Linked DNA regions of Danio rerio: region 2 is linked to region 1. A link is a contact called in public Hi-C data. All regions are on one chromosome and are shown on one strand. Each heading gives the region's core, a stretch centred on a gene start, on an enhancer-like site or on the middle of the called end of the contact. The rest is flanking DNA. Distances are from core to core; before and after follow the strand shown. Region 1 overlaps daam1a (dishevelled associated activator of morphogenesis 1a). Region 2 holds the start of daam1a (dishevelled associated activator of morphogenesis 1a).

The links. A called contact is a pair of places that touch in the nucleus more often than the background predicts.
Region 2: a Hi-C map of embryo shows a contact between it and region 1, with 4 times the contacts expected there. The contact joins the promoter of daam1a here to the enhancer-like site in region 1. A contact is called at or near these places in 5 of 18 Hi-C or Micro-C datasets (caudal fin, embryo and hematopoietic stem cells) and 1 of 4 datasets of contacts at active chromatin or transcription factors (caudal fin).

What each region holds. Positions count from the first base shown.
Region 1 is chr17:15,709,573-15,716,537 of GRCz12tu, reverse strand. It overlaps daam1a (dishevelled associated activator of morphogenesis 1a), which reads left to right. Exons shown (of 25, transcript XM_017351772.3): 24 at 2,259-2,429; 25 at 4,100-5,383. The coding sequence ends at 4,309. Among named protein-coding and RNA genes, the nearest start is that of gpr135, 18 kb to the right of the region's middle. Within about 2 kb of position 4,112, at least 4 of the 62 cell types and tissues checked have an H3K27ac peak or open chromatin away from gene starts, as enhancers often do.
Region 2 is chr17:15,840,406-15,847,370 of GRCz12tu, reverse strand. It overlaps daam1a (dishevelled associated activator of morphogenesis 1a), which reads left to right and starts at 3,089. Exons shown (of 25, transcript XM_017351772.3): 1 at 3,089-3,167.

The DNA.
Region 1 (6,965 bases), core at 2,863-5,362:
CACCCCTGATCTAGACTGTTCCATAGATTTACACCACAGACAGACATACACAAACTTTTTAAAGTTGTCATAAACGACCTTACTTGACTAATGAAGCAGCAAAACCTTTTATGCACTCCATGATTTTTTTCTCACATTACATATTGTCTTACTAGTTGGTCACACACCAGTAACAACAGTAAAAATCGGTTTTAAAACAGTTTTAAAATCAGTTGAATCACTTTATAAACACACTTTTTTGATCAGAAGACATCATCATTGTAATATAATAGAAAAACATTATTTATTGAGCTTTAATAATATTTAGCTGATGCTTGTATGATTTTTTACATTTTAAATGGATATGCTTCACCTCCATTATGTGAGTTTGTGGCACACTAGAATAATAATGGCAGAGCAACACAATCTATTTCTAGAGGAGACTGTGCTGTGCAACTTAGACGTACAACTTTTGTCTTGTCAGGTAGAGCTAGTCATTTCTGGAACACTTCCTATCGATTTAAGGGGTGTTACAAATTATTCAACATTTAAATACAAATTAAAGAAATGGCTGAAAGAAAATCAAGTTTGTAATCATGTGTAATTCTTTTCTGTAGATTTTTATGAAATTCTTATTATATGTTTTGTCTTTGTTGTTTGTAACTTTAGTGTTATTGTATGTGTGATAATGTGTTTTTTATTTTAGGTTGCCTTTTTAAAATCTGGCAGGGGGCTAACAGATGAAAATTAGCACTTGTGGCTAACTCTGGCTTATTTACAGTTTTACTGTTAATTAATTAGCATTGTCCCTGTTAAAATACATTTTAATTCCAATTTCTAAAAGAGAATATAGACTTTAAATATGAATAAAATTTTGTTTGGTGTGTTTAACTAATTATAAAATTTATTTAAATTATTTAGTTGTTAATCTTAAGTTATTGTTACTGAAATCTACAAACACTTAAAAGTGTATTCAGATGTTTTCTTTGCATTTGACCGAAAACCAAAAATCCCAAAGTCTCAAATATGACCTGTGCTTGAAAAAACAGCCTACAGTGTCTCGCCTTAAATGTTTACGAGAGATTTAAACGGTGAGGATTGTCACTCTATCTGGACGTTAAAAAGTGAAAAGCTCACATAAAGTTGCTTTGAAGTGGCCATTAAACGTCTGAAATGACAGATGTTTTTTCCTCGCTTCATGCTGTCACACATAACTCAAACTTGTAGATGTTAAATCGGCTCTTTCGCTGGAGTTTACTGGACTTCTGTGCTTTTCTGTGGACATTGAAACTGCTGGAAACATGGATCTAAATCTTTAACCGCAGTCGACTGAAGATCAGTTTCAAAGGCTGATTCTCTGAGTCTGATCCTGGTCATGGCTTGATTTGATGTTACTGTAGTGATCGGATTTTATGTTTGGACCAGATGAAGGTTTATCTTACTGGGAAGTTGGAGATTTATTAATGGTTTCCACTAGTAGGGATACAACAAATGAAAATTCTGGATGCATTTGACCAAAAACCAAAACTGCTTTTTAATCATTATTCGTTATTTAATTAAGTTTACTTTTTCAAATTTAAACTTGGTAACTTTAAGCACACGTTAATAAAATAACCACGTTTTCTTGACATTTTTCATTTTTTTGTCGGCTTAGTCCCTTTATTAATCCGGGGTCGCAACAGCAGAATGAACCGCCAACTTATCCAGCACTGCACCACTGCGTCACCCTGTTTTCTTGACAGTAAAATATTATTGACAGTGAACGTGTTGCAAGCAGCAGGAACAGGTATCCTACATAGAAATCTCCTGTCGGCAAATTTTATGGATGAACTTTACTTTTCCGGTAAGCATGTATGGTTTATACATTTGTTTATTTGAGTAAAATGTCTACAATTATAACCAATATTGAGCTATTTTGAATTTTGACCACAGTGCGCACTCAAGCATCCATGTTCACTATGGTCATCGCAGCAACAAACCACCTTAGAGCATGGCAAGCCATTGAAATAAATGGGTTTCATTATGCAGCCCATCGCTTTTCCCAGGCTCATATTTTGGCCGAAAGAAATGAAAATGCCATTTTCAGCCAAAAATTTGGTGCACTTTTTTGGGTCAGAAGGAATTGGTTAGCCTTTTTATTTATTTGTTTGTTTGTTTATCTGTCTGTCTGTCTATCTATGCAAACTTTGTTTTTTTATTACTCGCCAACTTAGTGCCCCAGAAACCCCTTATTTTTCGGAATAATTTAGACAGTCATTGTTGTCTTACATTGTGTGCAGTTTGGGAAGGCCGTGCAGCACTTCGGTGAGGACGCCACACGCATGCAGCCTGATGAGTTCTTCGGCATCTTCGATCAGTTCCTGCAGGGCTTCAGTGAAGCTAAACAAGACAATGAGAACATGAGACGACGGAAAGAGGAGGAGGAGCGCAGGGCCCGTATGGAGGCACAGGTAATGTCAACAAACACACTGTGAACATTTCACACTCATGCACACACTTGACCTTTGCCAAAAATGTATTATATTACATTATTATATTATTATACACCAATAAGCAATTATAGGTGTAAAGACCCTTCTCATATTTCAAGGTTTCTCAGCAGCAGAAATCATAATAACAGTGAATGGGAGAGAACCACAAATAAGTAAATAAAAGTTCAAATAAAGAAAGAAAAACTCCACAATAGTGTTTTCATGACTTTCATAAAAAGAAGAGAAAAAACTATGTATAGCCTGAAGAGAGTATGATGCCAAACTTACTGCCCTGGCCATAAATACTGCATCAGAAACACCTCACATAAGCGTTAACTAGTATTTTGCTGAAAATGTGATATAATACAAAGTATAGCTTATAAATGTACTTTTTTTTTTCCAAAACATTTAAGGACTGAAGATGCTGATGACTGATGAAATGATTTCTGAATAACATACTTACATACCAAACATACTGGGTATGCAGCGTTTGTATAGTGAAATACGCAATATACAAAGTTTTATACAATACTGTTCAGAAGTAACCAATATAATACAATAATGAAATCAGATCTTGAGCCTGAATTGTCTAAACATGCTTTTGATGTTACAGAGTAACCTGCATTTAACATGTGATCAACGCTATAACAGATGCAATTGTTGTTTGGTCAATTATAATACCTTCTTGACATCACACTACCTGCGATGAGTATTATGCATATGCACATCACAGTATCAATGCTGAAATAATATATATGCATGAAGTCTTTTTTTTTAAAGACATTCAAAGATGCAAATATTTAGACAAAAAGCTGTTCCTATGATTTTTTTTTTTTGTCAAATAAAATCCTTATCAACTGACATGCAGATTGAAAGAATTGGGTTATGAGGAGTATGAATGTAGTTTGCACTGTCTAGTGTGCAGTAGGCAGAAGTGTACTGTTCCACTAAACCAGAGGTGCCCAGACATTTTAGCACAAAGGGCCAAAAACCAAATATCATCGAATGCCGTGGGTCGAAGGTAAATAGGGTACCAAACTATATTACATTAAAGTTGCCGTGGGTGGGTCATTTCATTATTTATTTCAGAATGTTTCAAAATAAACAGAAAATATTACTTTAAATGGTATTAACTAATGCAGTATAACTTTCTAAATGATAACTTACTGCAATAAAAACAATCACCGTTATAACACAGTGGAGTTCAATGCTGAATATTCTGCTCAAGCAAAATCTGCCATTGACTTGATTTGCTCAAAAAGGCCTTGCATTGTCGTCATCTCAGATGGGATGGCGGCCAAGGTTACCATAGGTATCTCTGCACTAAACAACCTTACCCCTTTCATAAAACACAATGAAAACCAGTTCATCCAAAAAGGAACATTTCCTCACCATTTACTCTAAACTCTTAAGAATGGTTTTCTTGTTGAACACAAAACAAGATAGCTAAGTTATTCTGAAGAATATTGGAAATAAGCAACCACTGACATCTATAGTAGAACAACAAAAAAACTATAAAAGTATATCTTCCTTTCTGTTCAACAGAAGAAACAACCCCAAACAGGTTTGAAACAAGTGAAGGATGAGTAAATGTGTGAACTATCCCTTTAAAACAGTTCTCGAAATAATGTAAATGTGTCTGTGAACAGCTCAAGGAGCAGCGCGAGAGGGAAAGAAAATCCCGGAAGGCTAAAGAAAACTGCGAGGAGGACGGAGAGTTCGACGACCTGGTGTCTGCACTGCGATCTGGGGAGGTGTTTGACAAAGATATGTCAAAGATGAAACACAACCGTAAACGTCCCGTCAAATCGAGTGCAGAAAGCAGCAGAGAAAGACCCGTCACCAAACTCAACTTCTGAGGTAAAACAAACAACGAATGAATGCTGCCCTCTGCTGGTGGAAAAAGACATTACACCATCCAGACTGCCAAAACACCTCCCGACAATTCATAAAGGCTTTTCTAAACATCTAAATCACTTGACTGTGTTTGTGTTGAGGATGACAGGAATTTGCACAGCGCACCAAGAAAACCACGGTTCTACTAATGGAAAGAATGAGCGGAAAGGGCTACGTGCTTTATAAAGCATCACTAAAAACTGGTGCTGACACTCTGCCTGACAACCATAAACTCTCTTTATTTCTGTTCGCTCAGATATTACATACTGTTTTGCTGAAGTATTGTTGGTGTACAGTGTGCGCTATCAAGAACCAGGACGTAAATTGTCAATTTATGAAAGCAGTGATACTATTATTGGGCGATTAGTAATGAGTATTTCCTATTGTTACACTTGTAACTCGAGCACAAGCGATTGTTTGTTGATAAACGGTCCATTCTGGACCGGTTCAAGCACAATGCACAACTTTAAATCTTGAAAACAACCTTTTGTACGAATGATATTCAAAGTAAAGCGTTTATTATAAATCTACACAAATGCCATGTATTAAATATACTGACAGGAATTATAGCGGGGGAAGAAAAATACGCCGAGGTCAAGCTTTGATTGCAAATATATGTTAGAGAATGACAGAACAATGCAATATTCTTTCGTTGCGGTTACCAAAAAAGAAGACTCATTAAAAAAAAAACAGCTGTGGATGTACAAGCTGCATCTCAAGCAAACCAAACTGTCTGCCGTGCATGTATATTCTTGTAATTTCTTTTGTGTTGAAGGTTGTATATATGTACATATACCCATTGTTAACTTTTCTGACCAAGGCTTTTTTCTTAGTCCTTGACACTTCAGTTTTTTTGTGCTAATATTTTTCCCTGTTGATCAGATGCCATTAAATCTTTTTTTCACTAATAGCTCTTTGTAATGTTGTAGTACTTTGTAACGGTTTCCTTTGTTGGCGGGAGTGTTTTGTTTTCTTTATTTAAGAATTCATTTGGATGTAAGATAAGTAATCAATAAATAACCCTGAGGGTCACTGCATTGGTGTATGCCGTGTGATTTTATTTTAGAAACTGAATTCATTCTATAGCGGGAAAAGGGCACTTCATAGAAGAATTTTCAGGCATTAATCATATTTTTGTCCATTAAACTTTGAAAAACAAGAGACCTTTCCCCCGACTTCCTGTAGACTACTGTTTTTTTATGTGGTTGGGACTGTTTTCCCAAGAAAATGAAAAAGGATATATATGTTATATGCATGATGTTTGTTGTTAGCCATAGATATTTATGTTAAATGTCGACTATGCTATTGTTATCTATTGAAAGAAATGCATCAATATAGCCGCCATTTTAGTACAGGGTAGTCCTTCTTTGAAATGAATGTGGGACCAAGGTGCACTGTAGGACTTGCCATCCAGAGCCATAGTTATATATACATATATCTGTGATCGGGAGTTTTCCCCGTGGTCTTTTAATTATGTAAATTTATCATTTTACATCAAATTTCTATATTGATAGATAAGTGACCGCATGGGCATTGCCCATGACAAAGACAAAGACCAGTGGTGTCGCTAAAATCAACAGTTCTACATGAATAGACTAAAATGAAATGTGAGCTGTTTCAACTAAAAGAAATATGCTCAGAAAATATATATGTGCCTTTGTTTTGTCACAAGATGGACACCAGTGTTGATTTATGTTAATTATTTAATATCCTAATTGAACTATGGCCTAATTCTGACTTGGTCTAAGCCTTGTGTGTGAAACCAGGCCTTCGAGGCAAAAAGCTTTTACTTAAATTTTTTTGTCTTGTTTCTAGTCCAAATCTCTAAAAAGTCTTGAATCAAGAAGCATTTTCTTCCAAAATTATGTGTATTTTTCCTTAAAACAAGCAAAATAATCTGCCTATAGGGTAGGCAAAATAATCTTGTCTTTCATTTTGACATAGACTATTCAGCTTCTATTAAGGAAAAAATCACTTAATTTATGTATTTGTACATATGTGTGTGTGTGTGTGTGTGTGTGTGTTTGTTTGTTAGTTTGTGTGAATAAAACAGGTTGTTGGATTATGTACACAAAGCACACCGTAATACAACAGTTGTGTCCAGAATACATCATCTACTGTAGATCAGGGGTCACCAAACTCGGTCCTGGAGGGCCGGTGTCCCTGCAGGGGAGTCAGTGATGTATCCTGGGGTCATTGGGTGTTTCAACATCAGACATCCTCGCCCAGGTGACCCAGCTAAGGTTGATCAGACCCCAGCTTGCGTCCCAGCAGCCATCACCCACGGAGCAGCCCTCTTTATCCCTAGCCATCTTGTGGCTTTCTCTGGAGTTTCACAAGCAGACTTAACGGCCCTCTTCTTAGCTGCTACTGCTAGGCCTAGTTGATTGAAGACTGCAAACAGCAGTCCACCTCTATTGCCTCACCCTGGGTCTTCAGCTCCTTTCCCAGCACTTCTCTACTAGCTCCTGGTACTTTGAGCGTTTTCTTTCATTTGCCTCTTCCATCCACTCTTCCCATGGCGCTGTGAGTTCAAGCATAATCAACTGTCTTTTTGCCTCAGAAATTATAATTATGTCTAGCAGGAGTGATGTTGTAACTATGTGCTGTGGGCTTAAA
Region 2 (6,965 bases), core at 1,840-4,339, 130 kb before region 1:
GATGAGATAGGGTGTGCGCTAATCATGAACTAACTTTAACTACAACATGAGTCACAAGAGTTTGTGACTAAACAGTTACTGTAATTAGTTCATGTTGTTAATTAATGTATTAATAACCAATTAAGTTCAAGCTAAATGTAACCATCATGAGCTGTTAACAGTAATAATAATAATAATATTTTCTTACATTTATATAGCGCTTTTCTGTGCAGTCAGAGCGCTTTAAACAATGGGGGGGGATCTCCTCATCCACCACCAGTGAGCAGCATCCACCTGGATGATGCGACAGCAGCCATTTTGCACCAGACCGCACACCGTACACCAGCTGAAAATAGAGTAAAAGTATCTGCTGTAAATATAAATCAAAGTATAAGTAAAAAGTAGACCTTTTAAAAGTACTCATGAGTAGTGAGTTTTATGCTGTAAAAAGCTGATGCATTTACATATAATTTGTGGATGTGTGTAAACGTAACATTCTGTAGTGCATTTATTCATTGCCCAGCAGGCACACAACGTCATAAGATGTTAACATTAGGTTAGATTTAGGTTGTGATGTCAGGTGACCAAAATTCAATGTCTAGTCAGCGTCTAAGGACAATCTTATTTTGATGTCCAATAACCACGTCAAATGTTGTTGATTTTAGGTTGTGTTGGAAAGTGACCAAAATCCAACGTCGCACCAGCATCCTAAACAAACGTCATATCAACGTCAAATACTGATATTTATTCGTCAAGTACTGTATAGCTACCAAAATTCAGCATCTGATAGACATCATATTGGTAACGTCCACACAAAATCAAGCTGTAATATCATTAGACGTTGATATTTGGTTGTATGATGTGGGCGCAGTGGGTAGCACGTTCGCCTCACAGCAGGAAGGTCACTGGGTCGCTGGTTCGAACCCTTGTTCAGTTGGTGTTTCTGTGTGGAGTTTGCATGTTCTCCCTGCCTTTGCGTGGGTTTCCACCGGGTGCTCCGGTTTCCCCCACAGTCCAATGACATGCGGTACACCCGGAGGAAACCCACGCAAACGCAGGGAGAACTTGCAAACTCCACACAGAAACACCAACTGAGCCGAGGCTCGTACCAGCAACCCAGCGACCTTCTTGCTGTGAGGCGACAGCACTCCGTACTGCGCCACTGCTTCGCCCCATTATTAATATAATATAATATAATATAATATAATATAATATAATATAATATAATATAATATAATATAATATAATATAATATGATATAATATAATATAATATAATATAACATAATATAATATAATATAATATAAATAAAAAATAAAATAAAATATAATACACGTAATATTATAATATTTAATATAATATATGAATAAATATCAAACATGCTTTGTCTTAAATCAAAATTTTTGACTTGGGACAATAATTCCTGGCATAGAGCCTGCGCTTTTGTACTGTATTTGGGGAATTAACTTTGATCATGGTTAAGAGCGGCCCCGTGGCCTCGTGGCCCCATCTCCATGACCAGCTGCTGTCATGTCTGTAATTCCTCCAGACGGCCTTACATCTACAACCATTCCCATAATCCCCTGTAAGTCTGTCTGCGGCCTGCTTTTGCCTAAATAAATCCTGTATGGATCTCTTTCCTCAATTGCTTTTAAGTGGTATGAGTGAGGCTCAGTCACATGACTGGCTGTATTTTGGGAAGGTCTTGTTAATGGGACATCAATGTTCAATTTGTATTAAATGCTTGTTCAAAAAAAAAAAATTCATATTTTTAATTTTTAATGTTTTATGTGTTATAATTGTTACATGTTGACACTATATGCCATGAATTTGATCATTGCTTTTGATATAAATACTAAACTGACTTAAAATTACGATATGTGCATATATATTTAATAATGTAATGACTACCTATTTCCAGCATTCTTCAGAATATCTTCTTTTTAAAACTTGTACAGGTCTTAAACAAGTGTAAGGTGAGTAAATGATGACAGAGTTTTCAGCTTTGGGTGAACTCTCCCTTTTATTATTAAAAATGCAATCGGATTGTGGTATTTATTCAGCCCTGGAAAGTCACCTAAATGTACAATTTGCCTGCTAATTAGTGTTCATTATGTTAATGGCCACATAATTACATGTTCCTGTGAGTTAATTTGCTGTTTATCTGCTCAGATCAGCCCTTGAGATTTGGCAGGACTTCTACCAGTTCATCTATTATAACAGAAATGATTGTGACATTATACAAAATGGGAACGGGAATATCTATTTGATGTAAAAATTCCAATAGACCTCACAGAGAGCAAAATAGCATGCTGTATAATGCAAGATTCTCAAGTGCTCTGTAAATTAATGTGAAAATAGAATTAAATTATATTTCATGTCAAATAAGCTAAACTAATAATGTTTTTTGTATTTAAATATGAAATGTTTAATTCAGCTCTTTTAATATTTGTTATTATGATTTTTTGTTGTATTATTTTGTATTTATTATATTTATTTATTTATTGTATCGTACATGATAATAGCTTGATAATCTTTTAAATGTTCATTCATTCATTTTCTTTTCAGCTTAGTGCCTTTATTAATCTAGTGCATGTCTTTGGACTTGTGGGGGAAACCGGAGCACCCGGAAGAAACCCATACGAACATGGAAAGAACATGCAAACTCCACACAGAAATGCCAACTGACCTAGCTGGGGCTCGAACTAGTGTCTTTCTTATTGTGAGGCGATCGTGCTACCCACTGCGCCACCATGTCACCGTGTAAATAATCATAATAATAATATAATAATTTTTATTTTAATGCAATAATGTGCACCTTTTTTAAAGCTGCTTTGAAACTATAATTGTGAAAAGCGCTATACAAATAAACTTGAATTGAATTAAAATGAAATGTTGCCTATACTTTATATTTTAATATTGTGTTTTATATAATTTTATTCAAAAATATATAGTGTACGTTCCAATCTCTGTTACATTTGTCAGTCATCGTTTCCCCCATTCTCTCTTCCCATCCTACATTTCCCAGTCATGCGTCTCTGTCTTTTGCGCATGCGCTCTAGCGTCAGGCCAAATCCTGAAATAGATGACGTCACCTGTCTGTCGGGTCGTGCTGTATTGTTGCACAGGGGAATGAGAGCAGCGCACGAGCTCGGAGCGTCCGCGGGGAGGATGGGACTGTTTACAAGGTAACTTCTCAATCTCCACCGCCAAACTGACAGCCACATGACACCTCAGGAAAAGCAAAACAGCCTGAAAACAGCCGACATTTTACTCCGTGTGAAGTGATTTGCCTTTAAAGGGTGGGAAGTGAAGAGACACGCCAAATCAGCGGCTCAATGGCGAATTCTCGTCTGATTTATAAAACAAATCAAACACATTCGCTTCCAGTCCCACTGCGTTCGTTTGTATCGTGATTAATTGATTATTTCTTCACTTTGATCGTGTTCACTTCAAAACCTGTGCTTCTAGTTCACTTACCAACTCATGACAGTTTGATGCAATGTTGCTATTTAAAACTCATTTACATGCTAGATTTACTTCGTCTTAATTCAGACAGTAGTTGTCACTGTTTTGCCAGCTGTTTTGCTACAGGACAAAGGCAAGTAATTATAATTATGATCTATTTTTCATGCACTGAACATGTTTATTTTGGTGATAATTAAATGGTTTGAAAAGTAAAACCCACGGATGTAACGTTAGAAGAAATGTGTTGCTCATTTAGGACAGAAGTATGCAATAAGTGTGGAGGAAAGCGATTTTGTTAGTAACTTGTGGTCTTGAGAGAGTATGCGTTGGTTTTTGGCACATTTGTTGTAGTTTTTTCTTCCTCTTGTAATAACTTGATACTGTGGTTGTTGTGGCTTGTATAAATAAGGACAAAGCTGAAGCCATGCTATTCTTTGAAATTAGATCCCGTTTGCAAAACCCCTATGTGAGTTTTGTGGCATTTCGTTTTGCTAGATTTGAAGTCATGTAATATGTTTGTGTACTTCTAGAAATGGACAAAATACTGTTTAGTGGACTTGCATCCAAAAATATCTCCTAATAATAAAGCTTCCGCTGGTTTTTTTTTTTTTTTTTTTTGCGGTGATGCTACTAAAAACCCCTTTTTTTCCCCAACCTTTCAATGAATAGTTTTTAAATTGTACAGTTATTACATTGTTTGTGGAACATTTTATTAATTTTAAGAACGTTTTGTGGACTTTACAGGTTCATCAATGAACCATTGATGCCATTTTACTGTTATTTTTTATTAATAATGTTGACTTTGTTATCGTAAAAAAATGGATCATATCCAGATTAGTGATGTACAGTATATCAGTATTGGCCGATAAATGTGTATTTTTATGGTAAAGTTGTTTATTGTGAAAAAACAAACACTATATCAGTACAAATAGTTACATATCATTATCTTTGTTGTTTTTTTACAAAAGAGAAGAACATTTTTTTTAAATAAAAATGGGAAAAAACTAACAAAAATAATAATAATAACAGAGAAAAAGAAAAATGAAAACAAGAGTAATAAGTGTATAGAAAATTACAACCATCTATCACAATCAAATGTTCAGATACTTTGTCAATGTTGAAAGTAAAAATTTACAATTAAACAGTGTAAAATAGTATTAGAGAAAGCAAACAAATTAAATTACTACAAAATAAATAAATCAAAAAGGGAAGGAGTGTGCATCTATTAAATGGAAGGCAATACCTTATGAGTTAAAGTTATAAAACATTACCACTTTTTAAAGAAATTAGTTTTCCCAGAGCATCTAACCTTTTCCAATTTTAGAAATGCATGGTATCTACAAGCCATTGTGATGTAGTTGGAGGCTTATTTGATTTCCAGTAGAATACGATGCCTGGCTAATAGTGAGGTAAAAGCCAAAATATCAAGCTGTTTAGAATTGAATTGGGACCAAATCTTTGGAACCGCAAAAATGGCAACATCAGGGGATGGGTCTATATTTACCTGCAACACCTTGGACATAATTGTAAAATAATTAATCCAATAATTCAGTAACAGAGGGCACATAAAGAAAATATGACTTAAATTACACCTTGGTGCATGACATTTGTCACATCTGTCATCGATATTGGGAAAAATTTTACATTTCAGCCTGGTTTTTGAGAAATGGATTCTATGAAATACTTTAAATTGTATTTAAAGGCGAGCACAAGTTGTACTAGAACGTATTCTCTGCAGCGCACCAAGCCACCATTTTTCCTCAAAACATAGTCCCAATTCATTTTCCCAAGATATTTTAATTTTAGTAAGAAAACAATCATCCAAGCTTAAAATGCACCAAAAGATTTTAGAAATTTGGGATTTGTGTTGCGAGTTTAGTTGCAGTAACTCTTCTCGTACCTGTAGCTTTGGCAGAAATGGGTAACCTAAGAATAAAGTAGCAGAGCAATGTCTAGCCTGTAAGAATAAAAAAAATAAAAATAAAAAATGGGATTCTGACAGCACCATTTCAGAGGAAAGTTGTGCATAGTTGCAAAAACAGACCATCCCAATGCAGGTCCCGAAAATTTCTTAAATCTTTTGCAAACCATTACTTAAATACAGGATCCGTGAGGGATGGTGGAAACATGATTTCCCAGTAGTGGCATTGTAAATTTTAATGTTATTGGTATCTGCCAGATGAGAATATAAATGATTGGCTAAATAAATAATAGATTATTTTCCCCTGTGGGGTTTTGACTGGTGCCTTTTTCTTTCTTGGAAGTTTTGTTTGTATTAGTTGCAAAGTCATATTTACATAAACACCGGGTGCATTTAAATAATGTACCTTTCTAACATTATTATAAATGAGTGTAAATTGATTTTATGTTTGCTTAAAAAAATTTCACTACATTGAATCATTGTAATTTCTGTGTGGAGTTTGCATGTTCTCTTCCTGTTCGTGTGGGTTTCCTCTGGGTGCTCCAGTTCCACTCACAGTCATGCAGTATAGGTAAATTGAATAAACTAAATTGGCCGTAGTGTGTGTGTGTGTGTGTGTGTGTGTGTGTGTGTGTTTAAATGTGAGAGTATATGGGTGTTTCCTAGTACTGGGTTGCAGCTGGAAGTGCATCTGCTGTGTAAAACATATGCTGGATAAATTGGAGGTTCATATTGCTGTGACGACCCCCGATGAATCTTTAGGAATAAGCCGAAGAAAATAGAATGAATGATTGAATCAGGTTACATTCTGTCATAGTCTATTTTTTAAACACTATGGTGTTTTGCACAGTTACTATTGCTACATTTTGTCACAGACATGCCTCTTTTGGTCAGTTTTGTCCATCTAATGATTCACCAGTTGCATTTTTTTGGGTGGACTGAAATTGCAAACTTTTGACAATAAAATTGTAAACTACAAAAACCAGATTCTGTGAAATTATCCGCTTGTTAATTCTGACGTCATGTAGGGCTGGGCCGATAAATGATATCATATCGAATTACAATAAAATTTATGTCAATAACAAAGATGAACTCTCAACTTCTCTATATGGGTCTAAGAGCCAATCACACAGCCGAAATGTGCAACAATGGGAATCTGGAAGTGTGTTGATATTACTGAATTTACAGCCACTGAAAATTATCATTTGAAAATATGTTATGCCATTTAATGAACCCTCTAATTTTTATGGCTTTAGTTATTGTTGGGGTACTCTTTTAAATCTGAAAAAGCAATAACAACTTGTATTTAAATACATATCGTTTTCGTTCAATATGGAAAATAATTATTGAGATTGCATTTTTGCCACATCGCCTAGCTCTAACGCAACTTACTGGTTCAAATCTCTATCAAACTGTACGAGAAGGCTCAACAAATGGTACTAATAAACCTTTACAAAGCTCTATAATGCTTTCGATAATCATAATCGCAATATATATCCATGCCTAATATCAGATGGCCAGAAAGGGATGAAAATATTGCAAGGGATAAATATATTATATATTGTTTAAATATTGATGTCTGTGATGCAGAAAGTCC